2 separate regions of the Anser cygnoides genome follow, and region 2 is linked to region 1. A link is a contact called in public Hi-C data. All regions are on one chromosome and are shown on one strand. Each heading gives the region's core, a stretch centred on a gene start, on an enhancer-like site or on the middle of the called end of the contact. The rest is flanking DNA. Distances are from core to core; before and after follow the strand shown.

Region 1 (4,245 bases), core at 712-3,211:
AAACATAACTTCTGTGTTCTTGTTTAAAAACAGCAGCAACAAAACGAGCTTCAAAAATACAGTCACTTTCCTGAATTTAAACTTGGTGTTGGAACACTAACAGCTTCTCTTTCAATTCTGACCTCCCATGCAAAGGGCAAAGGCCTTTGTCAAGGAAAGGTACAGAAGCCCATGTAATAGAAAACAAAAAAATATATACCTTTATGTCTTAAAAACAGTAGATATAGGAAAGTTTCCATTCTTGCTCTTGTGACATTAAGTCCATGAATAACCAAGCCACCCATCCAGCAGTCACACCTCAGCAAGAAGCATGCTGCCTTTTCAGAAGAATTAGGATTCAAGTCTTTTTTCTCCCCCTCCTGTGTAGCTCTATAGACATTCTATATTTTCTACTCTGTGCTTTTGCAGTAAATGATGTCATCGACACGAAAATTATTTTGGTTCACCAAAGGCAGTAATGTAACATGTTAAATACACATAAGGAAGACTTAAGGATTTAAAAATATTTGCCACAATAGACAAAAAAAAATCTGCAACACAGTTCACCAGCAATAAGTCCTTTAACAACTGATCAGACATTGTAAATATCTAGGCATTAGACAGAAGTTATGCTATTTTTGCATTTGCTTACATTGCAGAAGTACAAACCACACTTACCTTTCAGTGACAAAGATCCACATGGCTTTACAAACAATGCTCTAATCAGATAAGTTATGTGGATAAGTTTTTTTTTTTTTTTAACTTCAATTGGATAGAGCACCGACTCACGGAGGTGGCAACACAAAAACAATGCTTGCCAGAACGTACAAGCAAAATGCACTTCCTGTCTTGCATTTGCTCTTAGATAACATCAAAGTTAACTCATTTTAAAACATTACTCCTTATATTTTCTTATGACCACGCCACTCACAAAACGCTTCACCAGAAGAGGAAGAAATAAAGACCAAACCCCAACGTTGTGCGCTTCCCCGGCCGTACCAAATAGGGCACTCCAAGTTCTTCTGCATAGCCAAGAGCACGTTCTGCACCTCTCCAACGGCAACCACGGCCAGGTCCATGCTTCGCGGCCCGAAATACCTGCAAACAGTGAGAAAAACACGAATAATCGGTTGCGTTCCTGGACCGTCCCGCTCTGTGATAACGTTTTCCCCCCACACGCCACGAGGGCCACGGAATCGCGGAATACCCCGAGCTGGGAGGGACCCGCAGGGATCACCGAGCCCAACCCCCGGCTCTACGCGGGGCTACCCCAAAAATTCAGCCCTGAAGATTCAGCCCCGGGCCCGAACCTCAGCCCCTGGCTCCGGGGCGAGGCTTCCCGAGCCTCCCGCACCCAAGGAGGACCCGAAAGCGCCACGGGACGGCTCCGGGCCCCGCCGCACGGCCTGAAGGGCGCAGGGGGGAGCCCCGCGGCCGTTCCCAGGGCTGCGGCTCGGGAGGAGGCCGGGAGGAGGCCGGGAGGAGGAAGCCGCCCGGAGGCCGCACCGCTCCCCCCTGCTCCTCACCCGCCCACCGCTGCCCTGTCGCATTTCGCGCCCTTTCCGCCAGCCAGAAAAACAACACACCCGAACAGCCAATCGCACTCGCCGACTGCGTCACGCGGTCCGAGAAACGCCATCTTATTCGCTGCTTTTTTGGCGAAGGGCCCTCCCTCTGTTGCCACGGCGGGGAACGAGGTGTCTGATTGGCTGTGATGTTCCCTCGTGACCTCCGGCTCCTCAACGGGAGTTGCGCCCGTGCGGCACGCTGCATTGTGGGAGCACCGGAAGTGCGCGGCCGTTGGCTCGCCGCCCGTCCTCCCGCTTCCGGCTTCCCCGGGCTGTGTTATTGTTGTGCTTCCACCGCGCGCGGCCCCGCCTCCCGACCAACCAGCGTGGCGGGACGGCTGAGCGACAGGGCGGGCGACCAATAGCATCGAGCGGAGGGCGGGGGGGGCTGGCTGGGGTCTGTCCGCCATGTTAGGGCCGGCAGGGCGCTGAGGGGCGGCAGGGCTCGGCTCGGCCGGGCCGGGGGCGAGCTGAGGGGGGTGGCGGGGGTTGAGGTGGCGGAGCTGAGGGGCTCTGGCTCCTGGGCCTTTCTCGGCTGGGCCAGCGGCTGTCTGAGGGGCCTCCCCGGGCCCTCTTGAGGGGTCTCCCGGGGCCTCTCGCCGCGAGGAGCGGGCCATGGAGCCGCAGGTGAACCTCCGCGTCAGCTGCCGCGGGGAGACCCAGAGCTTCCTCGTCTCCGACTCGGCGCACACGACGTGGGCCGACGTGGAGGCCATGGTGAGTCTGGGGCCCGGCTCCTTCTTGTCCGGCGCCTGGGGGTTAAAGGGGGTGGGGGGGTGTTGCTGTGCGGAGTGCTTTGCGGTTCTGCCGCCTCGGGGGGTGTTGGAGCCTTTTGGGATCGTTTTATGTTTGGAGTGGGGTGAAAAGCCTGTTCTGGAGAACGTTTCTGATGGGTTGGTTGTGGGGTTGGTGTTTGGTTTGGTTTGGTTTGGTTTTGGGTGGGGGCAGGCAGCCTGAGCTGTGCGCTCTGCTCTATTCCAGTTGGCGATGCTCGGTTTTGCTTACCCATTTTTTTTTTGCTTTCCCATTCTTTTGCCCATTTGAGTAGATGTGGTTGGATAACAGAATCATCTAGGTTGGAAGAGACCTCCAAGATCACCCAGTCCAGCCTCTGATCTAACACTACCAAGTCCTCCACTAAACCATATCACTAAGCTCTACATCTAAACGTCTTTTAAAGATCTCCAGGGATGGTGACTGAACCACTTCCCTGGGCAGCCTGTTCCAATGCCTAACAACCCTTTCAGTAAAGAAGTTCTTCCTAATATCCTACCTAAACCTCCCCGGCGCAACTTTAGCCCTTCTCTGTTACTTACAGAGGATTTCTCTCTTTCTCTCTCTCTTCTCTCTTTTTTTTTTTTTTTTTTTTAATCCTCTGGGATGTCTAGTCGCTAATGCATGCTTTTAGTTTCCTGGTGCCTTTTGTACCCGTGTGGCTATAACTGTTCTTGCCAGCAGGCCTTGCATACCTAGGCAGGTGTTTGTGAAGATGTGCGTATCAGATACTTGACATACCGAGGAGATTGTGTCTAGCTTTTCCAGTGCTATTTAGTGAAGACACTTTTGTTGGATGTGGTTTATGTTGTGCAGTTAGAATTCCCAGAGTTAGGATGAAGCAGCAGTGATGAATTTAATCAAGTTGATTTAACTTTTAATCAAGTTGATTTAATTTTCTAGTAGCTCTTCTGGTTGTTCTGTGTTGTTCTAAAAGTTGTATCTTAAGAGAGAGCCAAAAAAATGGGTAATATAGCCTACCTTGTGGAAGGTTCTTGCATGGTCACTGCCTCAAATTAAAAGCGTGAGCTGCATCATTTGCTTTCCTCCTTGTATTTGAGTCTTGTAGAAGGTCAGCTGCTGTCCTCCTTCTGTTTGAGTCTCGTAGAAGAGGTGCTAGGTCAGCCTTAGAACAGCTGGTAGCACATAGCCCCTGCAGGAACGCCTGAACGGGTCAGAGTCCTGCTTGTATCAAGGCTGGAAGCAGGTTGCAGTGTGGGCGCGGTGTCGCTCTTAAGCGCTCGGAGCGAAGGTGGGCTTGTTCCACGTGTGGACCTCTCTTAACGTTGCTTCCTTAACCCAGGACGTACTGCTGGCTGTCTGCACTGTGCTGTGCGGATTGCTGCTTCGAGGCAGTGCCGGCTAAACTGTTCCCTGGGTTTTTTACTGTCAAAGTGTCTAGTGTTTGTAAAGGATAGCCGCATCTCTGGTTCTAGCTGGAGTTTGGGGCAACAATCTGGGGGTGATGTAGAGAGAGAGAGACTTAAAATTGGAGTTTCTTCTCAACCGAGTTGGTTCTCGTGCTGCACTCCCCAAATTAATTGGGGCTGTATCACTGGAAGGCCCTGACAGGCACATTCGGTAATTAAAGTAGCATCTTGTGAGGCCAGGTAAATCCCAGCCATCTGCTGTCTTCCAAGGCTGCCAGTCCTCTTCTGTTAGATCCAGGCTGACAGCACGTGCCTCAGGTACAGCAATCTTTGGGAGGAAAAATGCAGTTTGCGTAGGTAAAGAATACTGAAGTGTGCTTGAGCCTCGAAGACTTATTCAGTGTAGGGTTTGCTGCTTTTGTTTACGGCTCCTGTGCTATTGGTGATTCTGCCCTGGTAATACAAAGTAGCTGTTCAGCTTTGTTCTTCTTATTGGGATAGGTATAATGGATTTATGTCTTCAGATGTGCAGTGCATCTGCCAGGGAGTAGCAG
Region 2 (4,711 bases), core at 760-3,259, 250 kb before region 1:
CAATCCACCGGCCTGGTGCTGAGGGTGCCCAGCTCACGGGGGCCGTGCCCCGGCAGTGTGCAACGCGGGGGTGGGCCTGATGGGCCCCCTGGAGACGTGCACCGAGCAGGCCATGAGGACGGTGTTCGAGGTGAACCTCTTCGGGGCCATCCGCACCATCCAGGCCTTCCTGCCCGCCATGAAGCGCCGCAGGGCCGGCAGGATCCTCGTCACCGGCAGCGTCGGGGGGCTGCAAGGTGGGCGCTGCCTGGGGGGGGGCTCGGGGGGGGGGGGGGGAGCCTGGCTCTCAAAACGCCGCTCTGCCCCAGGGGTGCCCTTCAATTCCATCTACTGCGCCAGCAAATTCGCCGTGGAGGGGCTGTGCGAGAGCCTGGCCGTCGTCCTGCGGCCCTTCAACATCCAGTGAGTGGCGGCGGCGGCGCGGGGAAGGGGCGCGAAGCCTGCGGCCGGAGGGGCTCGGGGCTGACGGCCCCCCCCCGTGGGGCTGCTCCTTCCCGCAGCGTGACGCTGGTGGAGTGCGGGCCGGTCCGCACGGGCTTCCTGCAGAACCTGCAGCGCGCCGACCCCGAGGGCAGCGAGCTGCAGGGGCTGGACGCCGACACGCAGCGCCTCTACCGCCGCTACCTGCGGCACTGCCGCGGCCTCTTCCGCGACGCGGCCCAGGAGGTGGAGGAGGTGCTGCAGGTAGGGTGGGGATGGGGATGGGGATGGGGATGGGGATGGGGATGGGGATGGGGATGGGATGGGGATGGGGATGGGGATGGGGATGGGTTGGGCTGGGATGGGGATGGGATGGGATGGGGATGGGATGGGATGGGATGGGATGGGGATGGGGATGGGGATGGGATGGGGTTGGGGATAGGGATGGCATGGGGATGGGGATGGGGATGGGATGGGGATGGGGATGGGATGGGGTTGGGGATGGCATGGGGATGGGGATGGGATGGGGTTGGGGATGGGGATGGGATGGGGTTGGGGATGGGGTTGGGGTTGGGGATGGGGATGGGATGGGATGGGATGGGATGGGATGGGATGGGATGGGATGGGATGGGATGGGACGGGATGGGGGCTCGGGGCCGGGGCTGAGCCCTCTGCGGTGCCAGGTGTTCCTGGATGCCATCGGCACCCCCTGCCCACCCCTGCGCTGCGTCACCACCCAGCTCTTCGCCCCGCTGGCGCGCCTGAAGCTGGCCAGCCCCGACGGCTCTGACTACGTGCGGGCCATGCACGACTTCGTCTTCGGCCCCGATGAAGACGGCGGGGACCAGCCCTGAGCACCGGCACCGGGAGAGCACCGGTGGCTGGGGATGGGTCCCCTGGTGCCGGCAATAAACCCCCGCTGCTGCTGCGCAGCTCCGGCTCCGTCCCTGCTGTTTGTGGGGCAGGGCAGCACCGGCAGGGGGCAAGGATGGGGGGGTGGGGGGTGGGGGGTGGGCATCGCCAGCAGTGGGTGGCTGGTACTGGGGCTCCCGTGGGGGGGGGGTGGCTCGAGTGGGGGGTATGGGGGATCAAGGGGGTGATAATGGGGCTGGGTGGGCAGCCGGTACTGGGGCTGGGCAGCCGGTACTGGGGCTGGGTGGGCAGCTGGTACTGGGACTGGGAAGCCGGTACTGGGGCTGGGCAGCCGGTACCGGGGCTGTTTCAGTGACTGGTACCGGGGCTCCAGCGGGCACTACCGGGGCTGTTTGAGCAGCCGATAGCGGGGTACGGGCGGCAGTACCGGGGCTCCAGCATGCAGTAGCGGGGTGGGGGCAGCCGGTACCGAGCCTCCGGCGGCGGCACCGAGCCTCCAGCGGCGGAACGGAGCCCCCAGCGGGCAGCACCGAGCCTGCAGCGGCGGCACCGAGCCTGCAGCGGGCAGAACCGAGCCTGCAGCGAGCAGCCCCGGGGCTCTACCGGGCGGTCCCGGCCCCTCGCGTCCCCTCCGCCGCCCCAAACCCCCCCCGGGGCGGCGATGCCGGCCCCGCTCCGCTGCCGGGGCGGCGCCGGGGCGGGCCGGTGACGCGTTCCGGGCGGGCTCCGTCTTCCGGCGGGGCCATGGCGCCGTTCCCGTCGGGGCTGCTGGTGCTGACGGCCCCGCTGGGCTCGGTACCGGGCCGGGCGGCGGCTGCCCTGGCGGCGGCGGCGGGGCCGGTGGCGGGGCCGCTCTACGTGCACCTGCAGCCGGGGCTGCTCCTGGGGGGCCCCGCGCCGCTCCCCGCCGCCCCGCCGCCAGCCCCGGCCCTGCTCCGGGCTTTGGCCGCCCTCTACTCGGCGGCGGCGGCGCACCGGGGGCTGGACGTGCGAGTCCTGCTGGGCCACGGGCACCGCCTGGCGGAGCCGCCCCGGGTCCTGCTGGCCGACGGGGGGGCGGGCGACGAGGGGCCGGTGAGCTTCGGGCTCCGGCAGCTGGCGGCCGCCGCTTACGGTTGCCCCCCCGGTTTACCGGCCCTGCTGCTGGACGGCCCCGACGGCCCCCGGGCGACCCCCGAGGGCTCCGAGGGGGAGCTGCCCGCCTACCCCGACGTGGTGGTCGGGGGCACCTTCGACCGGCTGCACGGCGCCCACCGGCTGCTGCTCAGCGCCTGCTGCGTCCTGGCCCGCCGGAGGCTCCTGGTCGGGGTGGCGGACGGGGAGCTGCTCCGCCGTGAGTGCCGCGGGGGCTGGCGGCGGGCTGCTGGGGATGTGGGGAGGGCGCGGGGACGGCCCCGGGGGTAGGGGAGGTGGGAGAGGGTCACGGGGGGGGGTTGGGGTTGGTGGGGAGTTTGCCCCGTGAAAGCACTTGGGAAGCCTGGAGGGTCTTGGGGGGAGGCCGGTGGGAAGGGGGTTGAGGGTCCTGCACCCCAGTGTCCCCGCGCCCCAGTGCCACCGCGGGTAGGGTGGCAGCGGGAGACCCACCGGGATTTGGGGTGGCAGCGGGAGACCCACCGGGATTTGGAGAAGGCAGGCCCCCGAACCCCAGGACAGGTTCCTCTCCCCCTCTCCCTTCCCATTTTCCATCGCCGCCCCGGAGCCGCGCGCGTCGCGGCCCCGCGCTCAGCCCCTCCGCCCTCACCCGCGCCCTGCAGACAAGGTGCTGAAGGAGCTGATCGAGCCCTACGAGCTGCGGGCCGCCAAGCTGCGCGAGTTCCTGGCGGACGTGAAGCCCTCGGTGCTTTATGACATTGTGCCCCTGGCCGACCCCTACGGCCCCGCGGTCACGGACCCCGAGCTGCGCTGCATCGTCGTCAGCGAGGAGACGCGCAAGGGCGGGGAGGCGGTGAACAAGAAGAGACTCGAGAATGTAATTTGGGGAGGGGGCTGAGACCTCCCAGCCCCACCGCCGCCTGCGGGGGCCGCCGGCGGCTCAGTGGGTGCCTTCTCCTGGCAGGGGCTCGCTGCGCTGGAGCTCTTTGAGATCCAGCTGATCAAGGACCCCGAGCACGGCCAGAACGAGGAGGAGAAGATCAGTTCCTCCAGCCTGCGGCAGAGGCTGCTCGGGACGCTGCTGCGGCCCCCGCGGGTGAGGGGAGAATGCTCGGAGGGCTTATAATGGTGTTAGGGGTCCGGAGGGGCTGTGGGACCCAGGAACGGGCTGGACCCCACTCCTGGCTTTGGGAAGCGTCCCTAAAGATGCCCGTGGTGCTCCTGGCCTGAACTCCTGGCCCGAGGCATGGAGCAAATCTGGGCGAAATACGGGGCAGAAAGCAGGCGCTGGTCGGGGTTTGCCCCGGTGCCCATTTGGGTGAGTTACGGGGTGAAAGCTCGATGCCCCTGTGAAGCTGGGGAGCTGCAGGGACGGCAGCCTGGGCTGCTGGAGCCAGCCCGTCCCCTGCCGCAGAGGGGACGTTTGGAGGTCTGCCTGCCTGCCTTCGCCGTGTCCCAGCCCCGGGGAAGGACAAGCCCCCGCTCTGCAGGGCCGGGAGCTGCCACGATGCCCGCGGGATCCTCGTGCGCCACCCCCCCGCCTGACAGCAGCCCCCGTCCCCGCAGGAAGCCCCCACCTTGCCGTCTCGCCCCTATGTGATCGGCCTGACCGGAGGCACCGGGAGCGGCAAAACCTCCATCGCCAGGCTGCTGGGGCAGCTCGGAGCCTTCCTCATCGACGCCGACAAGCTGGGCCACGCCGTCTACCTCCCCGGGGGCCCTGCCTACGAGCGGGTGGTGGCAGCGTTTGGGGCAGGTAGGGCTCCGTGGGGACGGCTGGGTGGTCCCGGCGGGGCAAAGTTTTCCCCGAGTCCTCCGTGCCCCGTGTCGGGGCTGCTTTAAAGTGGCTGGTTTGGAAGCCTGGGCTGAGCTGCTGCGTGTCCGTCCTCTTCTGGAGTGTGATAAGGAGATCCTGGGTCAGATCCTGCACCGTGGGGCCCTTTAGGGTCCTGTGCTGAAGTCCTGCTCTGCCCCGTGGGCCTAATCGTACCACGGGGGCGTCAGCTGGGTTCATCCCGTCCCAAACACGTTCCCCTTCTGTCTTCCAGAAATCTTGAACGAAGACGGGACGATTAACAGGAAAGTCCTTGGGGCCAAAGTGTTTGGAAACCAGGTAAAAGCAGCGCGGGGAATGTCAATATTTAATCTCCCGAGCAAAGAGCTCTCCCTCTGTGCCGGGGCTTCTTGGTCTGCAGCCCTTTGAGCTGCTGCCACGTTCCTGACCGTATTCCTGGCAGCGTGGATGGCGAGGGCAGGACACGGAGATCGCTTCTCCGTCGCCGCGTCAGCAGTCGTGCAGGACGTGCCCCCGGCACCCCTGGCAGCT

The links. A called contact is a pair of places that touch in the nucleus more often than the background predicts.
Region 2: a Hi-C map of liver shows a contact between it and region 1, with 11 times the contacts expected there. The contact joins the promoter of COASY here to the promoter of NBR1 in region 1. A contact is called at or near these places in 2 of 7 Hi-C or Micro-C datasets (both in liver).

The regions. Positions count from the first base shown.
Region 1 is chr22:6,623,127-6,627,371 of Taihu_goose_T2T_genome, reverse strand. It overlaps NBR1 (NBR1 autophagy cargo receptor), which reads left to right and starts at 1,961. Exons shown (of 21, transcript XM_013200897.3): 1 at 1,961-2,264. The coding sequence starts at 2,163. BRCA1 (BRCA1 DNA repair associated) reads right to left here and starts at 1,804. Exons shown (of 23, transcript XM_013200906.3): 1 at 1,566-1,804; 2 at 979-1,077. The coding sequence starts at 1,618.
Region 2 is chr22:6,874,199-6,878,909 of Taihu_goose_T2T_genome, reverse strand. It overlaps COASY (Coenzyme A synthase), which reads left to right and starts at 2,009. Exons shown (of 10, transcript XR_007159364.2): 1 at 2,009-2,626; 2 at 3,048-3,262; 3 at 3,350-3,481; 4 at 3,952-4,141; 5 at 4,434-4,498. HSD17B1 (hydroxysteroid 17-beta dehydrogenase 1) reads left to right here. Exons shown (of 5, transcript XM_066981557.1): 3 at 309-402; 4 at 501-684; 5 at 1,104-1,352. The coding sequence ends at 1,274.